2 separate regions of the Dromaius novaehollandiae genome follow, and region 1 is linked to region 2. The links are chromatin contacts, called in public Hi-C maps. All regions are on one chromosome and are shown on one strand. The core of a region is the stretch at or near the end of the contact, and the rest is flanking DNA. Distances in the headings are between cores, read along the strand shown.

Region 1 (2,902 bases), core at 103-2,602, 88 kb after region 2:
GGAGTGCAGCATATTGATTTAGCAAAGCAGTTGTTAGTAAGTCCCTTCACAAATTCATTTGAAAAAATCCTGCAAACCTCACTCAGCGTGTGCTATGGGAAGCCAGCAGCGTTCACCAGGAGTCATTTTGCCCAACTTCGGGGTTTTGCATGCAGAACTACATGCTGCCAGGGGAGCGGGCTGCTCGGTTGTTGTGGAAATGGTGCCTTTGCTGCAGTCACAGTCGGCGCTGACTTGGGTTTCTGATGCTGCCCGAGCAGAGCTGGGCACGGGCAAAGCAGCTGGAGCCCAGGCTGCCGGGCGTCTGTACTGGCCTGTATGCCAAGATGGACAGCAGTAAGTGCACGGCGTCTTGGCCCACACCCTCTTGCCTTTTGTTGACACGTTTGTGCAGCGTAGCAGCTGTGACAGCCTTTCTGCAGGCCCCCGGGTGCCTTGGCTGGAAATGCTGTGTGTTGTGCTACACGGCACGCCGTGGCCTGCTGCTGCCTGCGACCGCAAGGTGGAAGGTGTTTGGATTCAGGAAGGGGGAGCCTGAGCAGCCTTGCTAGCCAGCTGTACACTTCCTACGAGATGTGAAGTGCCACCTGGAGGTGGATTCCTCAAAGCCGGGGTGAGGTGGGGACGCCTGGGTGGAATGGGCTAGAAGAAGGGGTGTGGGGAAATACTGCCGTGTAGCAAGGGTAAGGTGTTGAAGAAGATGAGAATGGGTGCCAAAAGGCATAAGAGGATATTGATAGATGGTTCCTTAATCCAGGAGCTTTCTCAGAAGGATCGCAAGGAATTGACGTTACCTACGGTGATCACTGGAAGGTGATTTTGTATGAGAGTTCAGAAATACTGAGAGGCAGAGAGGAACTTCAAGAGATCTGTTTTCTGCCAAACATATGAATAAGCAGAGGCCTAAACTACAAAGTCCATGTGACTTGCATAGGATGTAGGTCCCATCTCTAATGATGGGAACATTAAATTTTCCACGCATTTGGATCAGGAAGATCTCTTTTTTTCTGAGGTAATTAATTGTTAATTAGGGGAAGTTATCTTCATCAATATATGTACTCTTTGTACATATATCACAATGAATAACATTTTCAGGGGAATCCAAGAATTTGCACCTAATTTGAACCAACTGTCTGCATACATAAGGTTAAAGCCCTATGCAGCTGTTAAAAAATATAACCTCATGCTGTACAGATTCTTTCTTCCTTTCAAATTTCTTTTAACTGTCTCATCAAAAGTGCAGTCTATATTTTAACAGTGCTTGTGTGTATGTGTTTCTATGCACGTGCACAAATGCTAATCCGGCTAGTGTACAGTATCTGGCATGTGCACTGCTAATGGGCTGGTATTATGGTAACCTGACACTTTGTATTTTCAGTTTCGATAGTGTTACTAAGCACTCAGTTATTGCCAAGAGCAAGGCTAAGGAAAAATACTTAAAGACTAAGAAATGCCAGAATTAAGATGCATATATTCTAAGACACAGATTTCTGATGGTGGAATTGTGTGTTATTTTTCCATAACATCTTTGACTTATTCAGAGCACAGGCTGCACCTGATTTACAGATGAGTCAGAGTTTAATAATCAGGGCAGAGCAGGATTCTCGCTTGAGCTGTGTTACAAGTAGTAGTGTTTGTGCTAAGATGAGGGATTGGGGCAAAAGGAGAGAGCTGGTGATCTGGAAATTGAGCGCCGTCCTGGAGATCTGGGTTCTGATTTTATTCATCTCAGAGGTCCTGTGTGATGCTGCTCAGATCAGATAAACTCAGCGTTTCAAGGACTACCAGCAGCTATGTGTTCCTTCCTTTCCCTGACTGCCTGACTTCTGATTCACAGTCTACTTGTAGAAATGTCGAGCGCTCATTATAGCAAATGAAGTCAACGGAAATGTCACTTTTGAGTATAAACACTACATGTAATGTATATGCTCCGAAAAATAAGATTCAAAGTGTTTCTGATTGGTGCAGCCAAAATTAGGGGATACATTTAGCCTTTGTAAAGTGAAGATTACGTGTCTTCCATTTTACAAAGCTGTTATTGAAAATAAATAGATTAGTATTTACTACAGATACATATACAATAACAGCAAGAACTACAGAAAAGCCTATGAGGAAATTAATAATTCCATCTTCAAAAAGCAGGTTTATCATAGAGAATAAAAGTCCTTCTGCCACCCCTTGAGCATCAAGGAGAAGGGAGTGCTCAGATCTCTGTTTCTTAAATGCATGCTGTCTGGGCCTATTCATTGAATGAGGCAGAGGTCTCATGAATATATAGTATGTGATCATTAATTAAAGGCTATCTTATGATGCATACACATGAGGGGGTTGAATGAAGATTACAGTCTTAATTAGGAATTTCTTAGGTTTTAAGTGCTTGTCTTTACAACCTGCATGTTCTTATAATGTATTTTTCTGCAATATGTGATGTTTTATACACATTAGGCTAGAGAACAGATGTTAAAGGAATCAGCTAGAACATTGTAAGGCATTTTCTACAAATTTCGTCTTGTGGAACATTCAGACTTTCAGTTCTGTTAGTGTCTGAATTAGTCCAGATCAGCAAAATCAATAGCAGAAGAACTTGTTGTTAACAACAAGCTTTTCTAACTAGGCCCTTCATAATAGAGAGGCATACATGGAGTTTGGATTTGCAGTAAATCAGAATTTTTGTTCTACGTTTGGCTCTTTGCACTTGCAAAAAGGCTGTTAAGACAGAACAGCAAAGAGTGACCGTAGGAGTCTGGTCATGAAGCCTCTTTGCTCTCATTTTTCACAGTGAACACCCCAGTGTTGTGCGCCCAGGGCTCTGGGGTTATTATCCAATTCAAGCCTGTAATGATGCAGAGCTGCCTGAGATCACACAAGAAAAATGGCTGTAGGCGCACCTCTTTATGCGCTT
Region 2 (2,804 bases), core at 111-2,610:
GCTACTGAACGTATCTGGTAGTGCCCATGTTACTAGGTTTTTCTCTATGGTTCTAGCTATCTGAGGGAAAAACAATAAATGTCCAAATGAGCATAATCTCTGCTGTAGTTCTTCTTTCCCCTCAAGGCTTTAATATGAGAGGTTATTAGCTATTTTAATTTACCTGACTCTTTTATTTTATTTTATTTTTTATTTTTTTTACTTAATATTTAGCCAAAACAGTGAAAAGTTATCTTCCCCTTGTTCACATACAGGTTAGTGACTGTGGCATCCCTAAAATGTGAATCAGTGCCAATGAGAAAGGAAGCATGAAATCTTTGTGTCTGTACGACCTCCAGCATGCTGTGTTTTGAATTTTTCACTTTAAAGGCTCATTCTTTATGGGAAAAGATCTGCTAATCTAAATGATAATTGTTAAATAGTAATTTGTTTCTCTTTATTTCTTTGTTTCTATTCTATCGTAATATGGGGAAAACTATGTATCCTAAATCTGGGCTAATGCCCAGTTAGGTCCAGCTGAGCCTTTAACTGGAAGTTCATTAGATCTTTGTCATATAAATAGGTTGTTTTTAATGACATAAGGCTACCTGGGTGCTGCAGTTTTGTAAGCAATCTTCCTTTCTCTGTGCCTTTATAGCCTTTTCTGTGACATGATTTTACGTGTCTGCTTACCTTGCCTGTGGCATTTTGCCAGTCATCAGATGCTGGTATTCTAGAGGGGGAAGAGTCCCATTCCATCAGCCGTGGTGAATTAGGATTGCTTTTTAGCATATGCCAAAAAGAAAAAGTATTAGCATTTTCATCTTATTTCAACTTTTAATCTAGTATTGCATAAAGTATTTAAACTGCCGAGCTGAGCAGAAATTCTTTGTCATCATTAACATAAGAACCAAAAATGGTGATTAGCAAACTTTGGTAATAGTCTTTTCAGCCACAGGAGGAACATGATTCTGTGCGGAGCTCGCGAGTCAAGTTTGTGGCAATTCCATGTGTAGAGCAGCAGGTTAGACCAGCTGGCAAAAAGCTGAAGTACTGACACAGGTCAATCTTTGAATTTAGGAATAATGTGGTTATCTCAAAATATACACATACATACATACATACATACATACATACATACATGATAGTACCAGCCCTAGAGAGGGGTTATGTTAAGTTCTTTGGTCAGGATTCATAGGCGAACGGATGGGTGCTGGGGAGTGACATTGGCCACTGGAAGGCTTCTCTTTCCTCTCCATGGGAAGAAAACTGTGCTGCAGTTTCTAGTGCTGCCAGTTTTCCCCAGTGTGGCTGAAGCTTCCCTCACATGTTCTGGTGCTGAGGAGGAAGGAAGTGGTGGCTGTGAGTCACAGTGGTTACAGAAACGTGCTAATGAGGTGGGGAGGAAGAACAATGCTGTGTAGAAGGCAGGGGAGGAATGTGATGTGGAACCAGCTGCTAGTGGGAGGGAGGAGAATAGGAGAAGCTGGCTGAATCCTGATGATGCATCTGGAAGCTAAATTCTTATTCACACATAGGATTTTAGAGTTTCTCTAAACCCAGCTCTTGTAATCTCTTTGCCCTCTGTTTGGTGCAGATCCAGGAAAACAGCACAGGGCACTGTTTGTGGGCTGGCTAGCCACAGCAGAAGCCACATGGTCACTCTGTTCAGTGGTGCTCAGGTGGAGAGGCCCACCAGTCGTGGATTTATAGTTCTCAGTTTCCAGCAGTAGCTCACTTAATGGGCTCAGATTTGTCCTTCTGTTTGCAGAGAACTCAAAAATGGGGAAGCTCAGAATCCCTCTGAATCTTCAGTGCACACTTTGGACATGTGGTCCTCATTCAGAGTTATTTCCTGTGGGTTACTTTTGCACAGCTTCAGAACACTTATTTTCCTGAGACTAAATTATCAACCAGATGCATTCAGGCACAGTTTAAAGTCATGCTTATAGCTGTGTATAATTCAGTGAAGCTTTGCTAGTCAAAGTATCCTTTGATAGACGGGGCTTGTTGGGTGTATTTCACTCTGAAGGCCAAATCTCTTTAAAATTCAGATAGAACCACAAAATATTTCTTTTTCTGAAAGTGAAATTCCTTGCATAATACTGTGCTTTATCTAAAAATGAGGAGCACATGCCTATTTTTGTAGTACAGGTGGGATTCTGAGGTTTAAGAATTAGTTTAAGAACAACAAATACTATAGTATCGGTCCTGAGACAGATACGTCAACTCTGTGTGTTTAGAGTGTGTGTGTGCACCTATATATGCAGTTATTCATAAACAGGCATCCTGAGCACCCATAATTCAAGCTGCTTTTCAGACAGCCCCACCAGTGTCCAGCTATTCTTAATCAAGTGGTGGCATCTCAAAGAGCAAAAGGGTAGTTCAGTTTCTGTCTCTGAGTTGAGAGGACAGATAATGGTGCCAGTTAGCTTTCTCTGATTCAGTGTCTGTTCCCTAGGAAAGAATGAAGGTCGTACTTAGGATGGTGAACAGCTCATCAATGGAAGAACATCATCCTTGCTGCATATGTATATTTTTTTCTTTTGTATGGATTTTTCCTCTCTTTTTCCTATTTATTTTTACATAAGGAAAGATTATTTACTGAGAAGAGGATAAATACGTAGTACTATATAAAAAGTATTTAGTATAAAACAGTAACTAGTAATACTTGCATCTCAAAGACTGTATGATTACATCCCTCTGAACATTCATCTGTTGAGAATGGACTTCAACTTTCTTCTTATTAGGAAATGTTTGGGTTTGTGTATTAGTTATCAAAATATGACTGTAATGTCATAAAAAGGAGTTGCTCTTTGGCTTTT

The links. Hi-C and Micro-C count contacts between places; a contact is called where the count stands out from the background.
Region 1: a contact with region 2 is called in a Hi-C map of liver, with 9 times the contacts expected there. The contact joins two enhancer-like sites. A contact is called at or near these places in 2 of 4 Hi-C or Micro-C datasets (brain and liver).

The regions. Positions count from the first base shown.
Region 1 is chr4:23,379,594-23,382,495 of bDroNov1.hap1, forward strand. No RefSeq gene overlaps it. Among named protein-coding and RNA genes, the nearest start is that of ANK2, 17 kb to the right of the region's middle. Within about 2 kb of position 1,353, at least 1 of the 2 cell types and tissues checked has open chromatin away from gene starts, as enhancers often do.
Region 2 is chr4:23,292,066-23,294,869 of bDroNov1.hap1, forward strand. No RefSeq gene overlaps it. Among named protein-coding and RNA genes, the nearest start is that of ANK2, 110 kb to the right of the region's middle. Within about 2 kb of position 1,361, at least 1 of the 2 cell types and tissues checked has open chromatin away from gene starts, as enhancers often do.